Linked DNA regions of Mus musculus: regions 1 and 3 are each linked to region 2. Evidence: chromatin contacts called from public promoter capture Hi-C data. All regions are on one chromosome and are shown on one strand. Each heading gives the region's core, a stretch centred on a gene start, on an enhancer-like site or on the middle of the called end of the contact. The rest is flanking DNA. Distances are from core to core; before and after follow the strand shown. Region 1 holds the start of Dhdds (dehydrodolichyl diphosphate synthase). Region 2 holds the start of Mtfr1l (mitochondrial fission regulator 1-like). Region 3 has its middle 51 kb from the start of Runx3.

The links. Promoter capture Hi-C pulls out the DNA fragments that hold promoters and counts their contacts.
Region 1: a promoter capture Hi-C map of liver shows a contact between it and region 2, with 2.1 times the contacts expected there. The contact joins the promoter of Dhdds here to the promoter of Mtfr1l in region 2.
Region 3: a contact with region 2 is called in a promoter capture Hi-C map of liver, with 2.4 times the contacts expected there. The contact joins the enhancer-like site here to the promoter of Mtfr1l in region 2. A contact is called at or near these places in 2 of 39 promoter capture datasets (both in liver), 5 of 484 Hi-C or Micro-C datasets (cortical neurons, embryonic stem cells and palatal mesenchyme) and 1 of 115 datasets of contacts at active chromatin or transcription factors (large pre-B cells).

Annotation. Positions count from the first base shown.
Region 1 is chr4:133,999,631-134,002,639 of GRCm38.p6, reverse strand. Dhdds (dehydrodolichyl diphosphate synthase) reads left to right here and starts at 1,758. Exons shown (of 9, transcript NM_001362959.1): 1 at 1,758-1,915; 2 at 2,247-2,371. The coding sequence starts at 2,309.
Region 2 is chr4:134,533,916-134,536,844 of GRCm38.p6, reverse strand. Mtfr1l (mitochondrial fission regulator 1-like) reads left to right here and starts at 1,458. Exons shown (of 7, transcript NM_029759.4): 1 at 1,458-1,595.
Region 3 is chr4:135,202,078-135,205,017 of GRCm38.p6, reverse strand. No RefSeq gene overlaps it. Among named protein-coding and RNA genes, the nearest start is that of Runx3, 51 kb to the right of the region's middle. Within about 2 kb of position 1,622, at least 161 of the 459 cell types and tissues checked have an H3K27ac peak or open chromatin away from gene starts, as enhancers often do. A contact at or near this core is called in liver, where this site is marked.

The DNA of each region.
Region 1 (3,009 bases), core at 509-3,008, 530 kb after region 2:
GCTTCAGGGCTCACAAAGGGAGGACAAGTGAGAGCTGATGAATGGGCCATTCATCTCTACAGCTTTGTTGAGTCATGCACGTTTTGTGCCTTCCTCAGGTAAAGCTCGACAGGTGACATCTTACCCTGTGTCATTGAGCCTACGGGGCAAAAGTTTTAAAAAAAAAAAAAGGTTCGTTGGAATTGTGAAACCCTATTACAGATGCAAGTATGATTTGAAAGAAATACTAGTTGCATCAGATACTGAAAGTTCAGTTTTTTGGCTTGTGTGTGTGTGTGTGTGTGTGTGTGTGTGTGTGTGTGTGTGTGTGTGTGTGTGTGTGAAAGCAGAACAACTTCTTCCCTGTATCATTAAATACATCAAGAGGCAAGACAATGGATGATGATGATAATACTTTTGAGGAGGCAAGTTTCCCGAAGCCCAGTCCAGGCCCAAGTTTGTTCTGTTAGGTATCTAAAAGTCCTTCAGACTAGCTATACAGCTAATGCTTTTGAGTTCTTGCTTGACCCCCAAAGCTCTCCACAAGTGGCTTATGGTGTTTTGTTGTATGTTTAAGATTGTTTCTATTTTTGTTTAGTTTTGAGGTTGAGTTTTCCTGTGTAGGCCACGCTAGCCTCAAACGCCCTAGGTGACCTAAACTGCTGATTGCCCTGCATTCGCTGCCACCATGCTTTTTTATACTGGGCTGGAAACTGAACCCAGGGCTTCTAGCCTGCTAGGCAAGAACTCTACCACTAGGGCTCTATTCCCAAATGCTACGGATTGTGGTTTTGGAAGTCCTAAGAGTAAAGCTCTTTCTGACTTGTCCTCCTAAGTTCATTAACGTGGGTCTTCGGAATCTGCAAATTATAAAGTTGCTTTGCATCGCTCCCCAAAAGTGACCAGCGCAAGAAACCCTTCTGATGCGTTAGCAGCATTAAAAGGCGACAAGTAAAAAAACACGTCAGAATTTTTTGAGGAGACAGTATCCCCTAGATCAGGGTGACTAAATTTACTACGTAGCAGAAAAGACATTAACTAATTCAAATGGCCTCAGCCTTGAGTGCTGAGTTCAGTGACGACGTGCCATCAGTTTCGGCTAAAAGAACACTTTTAAGACAATTTTGTTTTTTTAAAGATTAATTTTATGTATGTGAGTACACTGTCGCTGTCTTAAGACACATCGGAAGAGGGCATCAGATCCCATTACAGATGGTTGTGAGCCACCATGTAGTTGCTGGGAATTGAACTCAGGACCTCTGGAAGAGCAGTCGGTACTCTTAAACTCTGAGCCACCTCTCCAGCCCAAGACAAATTTTTAAATAAACGCAGTTCACTTCCATGGTTTACGTCCATATCCCCAGCAGTTGGGGAGACTGAGGTAGGAGGACTGTCAAAATACGACATTACCGTGTCTCCCATAATATAAGCACTGCGATCATCCATAGAGAAACTCAATTTTGAGGTGGAGCAACCGCATCCTCTCTCCCTAACAAACTGCCACAACACCTGAGACCACGCAAATGCGTGGGCCGAACACATCTCGATCCCTCAGGCTCAACTCGCCTAACGTGCAGGGCTTGCAATAGGAGACCCAAGAGGTAGGAGTATCGGCTCACGTGACCTCGGCCTCCCAGGCGCTGTTTCCACGCCCCGCGAGAGCGGCCACCAATAGCCAACTCGCAAGAACTCGCACCGCTCCGCCCCCGAGTACGCAGGGGCGGCCCCGCCCACCACGGACGGAGGAGGCGGAGCCAATCACGTAGAGGTGACGTGTTCTTTCAGCGCCAAGTCGTAAGTCGCCCGGGAGTGGTGGAAAAGCGCCTTCTCCTGCGTCCTAGGTGGGGAGTAAACACAGAGACCCAGAGGAGGGGAAGCTGGATGTGGAGTTAGCTGCGGGAAACACTAAAGTCCAGCCGGGAGAGTGACCATTGAGGTAACAGATGCGGCATCCAAGGAGGGTAGTGATTGGTTAGCTTAGAGTGAGCAATGGTTTGCGGGGCAATAGAGAAGGAAGTTGTGGGGATTGACCAAGCAAGATGTAGGTACCATGATGTGGCAGGATATTTGGAAGAAATCAGTGCACGTAAGGATAAGAAAGTGGGAACTACCTTGCTCCAAAGGTCTCCCGTTGGCTTGTAGAGGCCTGAGCGGATTAGAACAGTCTCTGGATTCAGACGCGTGTTGCCTGCCACAGTCCAGCAGAGTCTCTTTAGTCAGTTTTATTGCAAGCAAGGATGACTTCTCTCTCTTTTCATTTATTCAAGGTTATCTGGCTGTTTTTTGTTGTTGTTGTTGTTCTTGTGTGATTTCTGACATAGCAAGAACTATGTCATGGATCAAAGAAGGAGAGCTGTCACTGTGGGAACGGTTCTGTGCTAACATCATAAAGGTGAGCAGTACCCCGGGGGAAAAGTTGACCTTTTGGATAGTTGAGTAGTTCATTATTAAATTGTAGCAATCCCAATGAAGTAGAATTTAGTAAAGAGAGAATCTTGAAATTATAATGTAGTTTGAAGGGCTGCATTTCTAGTATTTATTGTACTGTGTGACTTTTTTTTTTTTTTAAGGCCAATCAGGGTCTCTTAATATCATTAGATCACATAGACTGTTAGATTTTCCTTCTGGAAAACTGAATTGTGCCGTTGAGAGTGTCAAAAGAGCTCACTGGTCAGGTGCTTTCTTGGTATTCACAAGACTCTGAGTTTGAAAAAGGAAGAGAGACTGTGACTCTGAATGGGAGGGAACAGAAATTTGTCTCACTAGAGTTGTAGTTCTCAACCTGTGGGTCCCAACCCCTTCAGAGGTTGAACAACCCTTTCACAGGGTCGGATATCAGGTATCTGACATTACGATTTCCGATAGTACCAGAATGGCAGTTATAAAGTAGCAGTGCAAATACTCTCATGGTTGAAGTCAGCACCTGAGGCGCTATATCCCAGGCTCACAGCATAAGGACAGCTGAGAACCACTGCCCCAGCGTTTCCATCGGTTTCTCCTTGCAGTGTCTTCTGAGTTAATGGTTCTTTG
Region 2 (2,929 bases), core at 209-2,708:
GGTATTCCCCGTAGTTAAAACACTCCTGGGAACATCTTGACCATAAGATAAAGAGGAATGTGAGGACATAACAGGGCTATCTGAACTGAGTCAACAACTCACAGAACTCTGACACCCTGCACGTACATGTAATTTTTCTCCTGATGTTTGAATAAGCCAATAGTGTGTTGCTATGCTGAATTCCACACCCCTAAGCCCCTTACCCCATAAAAACCCCTAGCTTTCCAGCCTCGTGGCCGACATCCGTTATCTCCTGTGTGGGATGCATGTCGGTCCGGAGCTCCGTAATTAAACGACCTCATTTAATTCCATCAAGATGGTCCTTCGTGATTTTTTGGGTGCACACCGAATCGGGAATTGAGTGGGGGTTTCCCCACTAGGTTCTATCAGTGGCTTTGTCGCTGATAGACTATCTGACAGTGATACCCAACAATCAAAAAGGAGCTGAGAAATTCCAGCTATCTATCTTGGCATGTGCCCTACCGGTGTTTAGAAGTAAATGTCTACAATTGTGATACAACTTCCCTGGGATTTAGCACAGTTGCAACTGTGCAGGTTTTTGTAGCCTGGAGCAATAGGCTTTACCAATTCACCTAGGATGTAGTATATTCTGTAGGTGTGTGTACGTACTCACTCTATAATGTTTGTGTAACTCAGTCACCTAAGGACACGTTTCCCAAAGAGTACCCGTTCTTCAGCAACATATAACTGTAATTTCCAGAGGACAACAATAGAGAAATAAAGCATGTATGGGTGTAGTAAGGCAGGTCTGGGCATAATGCCCATTGTGACTGCACAAAGCTGTCCACCCACGAATCCAAAAGATTTGTCCCTGGCAGGTGGGGATTATAGGCTTTGGGAGAACTGGTGAGTCAGGCAAAGCCACGTGCAGAGAAGAAAGTGTATGCCCATTAACTGGATGCCATGGAGACCGGTAGAAAGAGCGACCTTGAGAGCTTTGGTGTCTCCGAGTGCCATCAATCCACCCATCTCATTAACAGACTGAACTATGCTGCACACGTGTGTACGTGTATGAGCGTGTGTGAGACAGAGAACTTTAAAATAGAAGACAGCTATTCCGAAGCACTGGAGGGCATGCCTGAAAGGCGAAAGCAGCCATTTTTGCTGGGGGATGTATCTGGGGGAGCATGAAATGGGACGAGGGTCCAGACTAGATAGGAAAGGCTGAAATGCCAAGATGAGAGGATTCGGAGATCTGCAGCAGGAGTATGGACTATTTCCAGTGCTGAGCAGCAACACTGGCAGACTACCGCTTCCCAGAAGTTTGTTGACACTAAACACGGGAAGCAACTCCTACGGCAGCAACTAAACTTGGGAGGAAAACTCCAGCGGGATGCGCGCACAGACTTCGTGCCCTCCCCCGGAGGGGTGAGGGCGTGGCCCGGGGAGGGGTGTGGCCTCCTGGCCGGTCTGCCGTCCACTCAGAGCCCGCGTCCATTCCGGGCCCCTCTCTAGGCCCGCCTCTCCTGGGCGTGGTGCTCGCCGCGCAGCTGCAAATGATTGCTTCCGGAGGCGGGTCAGCGGAAGTGAGGGACTTCGAGGCCGGGCCGCCCGCTGGGGTAGGAGGGGCTGAGGTGAGTGTGGCGCTGGAGTCCGGGCTAAGCCCGATGCGGGGTCCCACAGGAGACGGGCTCGGTGAGCGCCCTGGGCCGTCGCCGGCGTCTCCGTCCCGGCGCAGGGGAGCACGCGTTCCCTGTTCCCGTGCAAGTTCTCGCGGGAGTCGCCGCTGTCTGCCCCCCTCGGTGAGGGCACTGGTCCCCAGGCGTAGTTGCTGGCCGTGTCACCCAGCGGTTGGGGTCGCCCCAGCCGTTGGAGCGCGGTACGCCCCGGGCCGCGCGGCGTATCTGGGACCTACGCCGGCCTGGAGGCTACTGAGCGGCCCGGCCCGGCCCGCGGGTCCAAGGGCCGCTGGACGCGCGGTAGGAACTTGGCCGACCTTGGCCCGGGCCGGGTCGCCGTCGCGGGGGTGGGGACCCGTCGTTGAGGGCGCAGGGGGCTGCATCTTGCTGGCCACCGGCGCCTCGTGAGACCCTCGCGCGCTCTGCCCGGGTGTCCGCCGGGCACCGCTGGGCTAAAGTTTCTCCCTGGCCCAGGACCTGCCGGGTCGAGGCGCTCTCGGAGCAGAGAGGGTCTGCCGAGAGTGGCCGCACGGGAAGACGCGGGCACGGCCAGCGCAGAAGGAGCTGCGGCAGCGCCGATGTGCGGAGGGAGAGCCGGGGCTGCGGAACCGGCTAGAGCGTCTAGCGGGCACGCGGGGGGCGGGGCCTCGAAGCCAAGTTAGTGTCGCCTACAGCGGTTTCTTAAAAGCAAGCCAAGTGCTTACAGCGGCTGCCGGAGGCCGGGATATGGGCCGTTCGGTTACTTCCATTTCTGTTTTGAGCACCCTCGGAAGGCGATCCAGGCTGCCACGGAGTGAACTGCGAACCCCAGGCTGCCAGGGACAGAGTGATGGATGAGCTGGGTGCTGAGGGACTGAGATAAGCTGGATAAGTTGGGTCCCACAGAGGCAGTGGTATAGACTGGGGCACAGATAGGTGTGTTGGGAGCTGGTAGCCCGGTAGTAGCATGGCCCCAGCAGAAGACTAGGGAGTGAGTATGGTCGCAGATCGTGTACTTGCCAAACTGTATTAGAGCTTGGTCTTAAGAGAGCTGGAAGATGGGGTATATCCTGCTGGCAGGACTGTGGAGTCTAGAAGAGAGTTGAAAGATTTAAACACCAGAGTAATAGAACCGGCAGCTTGTTAAACCCGAGGTTTAGATTCGGTTGGAGTCTTTGGAGATGAAGCAGGACAGGAGAGGGCGTAATGGCAGGAGTAGCACAGTTAAGTGGCCTTTAGCAAGAAGTCTGGCACACAGGGACTTTGTAGGCTTGAACATGGCTGCACATATCAGAACCTGGACCAGACTT
Region 3 (2,940 bases), core at 373-2,872, 670 kb before region 2:
ACTCCTTCAAAGCATCCAAACAATTTTGCCCCAGGCTGGGGAGATGACACAGTGGATAAAGTGCTAACAAATGGATCTGGGTAGACATGGCAACCCTGGGGAGGTGAAGACTGAGGTCTCTGGGTAAGCTGGCTAGATGACACTAGCCCTCCATCGTTAAGCCCAGGGTTTAATTGACAGAGCCTACTTTTATGAACAAGATGGAGGACAATGGAGGCAGATCTATCAACCTTGGGACGTCACAGACACGCCTACAGCCTACATATGCCCACTCGTACAGATGAGAACACACACACCCCATGACCTCACACCACATCTGTATGCTAACAGAAAAATGTTTTGCCTCCTCTTTAAAAGTTAAAAAACAAACAAACAAACAAACAAACCAAACCAAACCAAACCTGCTCCCTATTCCTACAGATCCTTCTGGGACTCAGGGGTCCCTGCAGGAACCTCGAGGTCACCTGTTTTGCAGTTTTGATCGGGAAATGTGAATAACTGTAAACACAGACCATCCCAAGTTCCCAGCCCGGGATCAGTTTTGCCACTGCCACTGGCAGTTGGTTTTTGAAGGGAAAATCCAGCAGGGCTCTGCCGTCACATTTGAACTTGACATTCTACACCTGCTTTTCCTTATCTGATGTCAAGTAGAAATCAATCATGACAGCAGGAAGCTGGATTGTCTCCAGCGTCTGTGTGACAAGGATGGCCAAGGCCGGAGTTCCTTGCCAGAGAGGGACTGCAGGGGGTTAGTGCTGATCTGGTACAAACCCTCGAGGCTCAATGGGGGCAGGATGGGGGTGGGGTGGGTGGATGGGGGCCGTAGCTATGGGGCCACACCTGTATCTTTATCCTCTCCTGCCAGATTTTACGGGTCTCTCCAGCTCTGGGGTAGCACAATGCCACTCGCCAGGCGCCAGGCCACAGGCAATCCTTGACACCCAGTGTCCATTTCAGGTTAAAACACATCTGTATGGGGCAGCCTGATGCTTTCCCAGTATCAGTGTCGTGGCTAGATGTGACTAAACAGAGACATTGGGTTTTTCTGTCTTCCACAAGCATCGGGAATAGCAAGGGAGAGCAATGTAAATAGAGACAGGCAGGCAGTGCAAGCCAGGCTTGAGGCTGATTCACGAACGCGCCGCTACGGACACCCTCACAGACATTTACCCAACCAACCTCAACTGACCCATGAAGGAACTTTGCAGAGAGAAAAAGACAAAGGGTGAAGAAGAAAGAGTACCGCTGTTTTGTTTTATTTGTTTTGTTTTATTTTATTTTTATTGCTTAGGCGATGACGAAAGTCTTTCTGCTCACTGAGAATGTTTGGAAAGCACCGGAAGCAAGAGGCTTGGCAGCAGCCCCACCCCCACCCTCACCCCTACCCCCCACCCTGAGTTGCGACTGGCCCTCGGGGACAGCCTACTGCGGTGTGTCTCCAGCCTGTTGACTAGGGGTTTCTTTTCCTGTGAGGGCGGCAGGGCTTTATTCTCTGTCACTAGTCGACTATGTTGCAAGTATCTCCGCGTCATCTGGAACTCTAGATTTTGGTCAGATCCCCTCCCTGCTCGCCTGTCCCACGATGAGCAGGGCTCGGTTGTTTCCAGCTCTCATGGTGACACATTTAGTCACAGCCGGAGGGTGATGTCGTTGAGCACGCATCTGGGGCTGTACTCCGTGTATGGAGTGCAGAGGAAATATGCAGAAATGGGAAATGAAAGTGTGAGAGTATGTGGGGGGGGGGGCATTGGCTGGGGCGGGGAGTGTTCCACCAGCATAGCCTTAGGAAACAGATTAAGAAATGTGAACCACCTTTAATCCCAGCAGGCAGAGGCAGGCAGATCTCTGAGTGTGAGCACAGAGAAACAGTCTCAAAACAAACAAACAAACAAACAAACAAACAAACAACCCAAAACCCCCAATAAACAAACAGACAAAAATAAAAAAGAAAGACAGACAAAGAGAGGAAAAATGTGAACAAAATGGAGCTGTTTTAAGGCTTTTGATAGGTACTATGGGGGTGGGGTGGGGGTGGGGGTGGGGGTGTGTCTTGCTCCATTCCATTGCTCTCAGCTTCAATGGAAACCACGCTCCTGCGGCTGAGCAATGTCCACAGGCCCAGCCATTTTTTTTTTAACTTTCCATTGTTTCTTGGCTAGTATCTTATCCACTGGCATCTTGTTTTCGACTAACTTTCTTGTGTTCTTTCTAAGTTAATGACTTGAGAGAGTTTGTTTTTTTTTTTTTTTTAATTCTTATCAGTATTGCGTGTGCGAGCACACACTCCAGCACACGTGTGGCAGTCAGGAGACAACTTTTGGGAGTCTTTTCTTCTTCTTCTTCTTCTTCTTCTTCTTCTTCTTCTTCTTCTTCTTCTTCTTCTTCTTCTTCTTCTTCTATAAGTTCCAGTGACCAAACTGGAGTCTTCAGGCTTTGACAAGTGTGACAAGTAGCTTGATGTATGTCACCAGCCCTGGTTCTAGTGTTCTCTTTGTGGTATGTGTTTTTCTTTAGTTTTGCTTGTTTTAATTCTCTCTCTCTCTCTCTCTCTCTCTCTCTCTCTCTCTCTCTCTGTGTGTGTGTGCGCACATGCATGTGTGTTGCTGTGGATCAAACGTGGGGTCTCACATATGCTAGACAGGCCCCGTCTTCTGAAGCTGCATCCCCAAACTTGTGGAGCGTTTTTATTTTTGCAGTGCAGTTCTGTGGTTTCTTCCACAGATTTGAAGCTTCGAGAACCCTCTACCTGTTTGGGTCAGGAGGACCAGAAGTGCTTAGGTGAGGAAACTGAGGGACTTGCCTTGCAGGTGCACGGTGGACTCGACTGGTACTTGGGACACCACCGGGGACAGCTCTTCAGCCCAGTCTGTGGCATCGCAGTAGAGAGAGGCTACTGAGGACTGTGGGCAAGGCGACCATAATCATGGAGGGGCTGCCAGT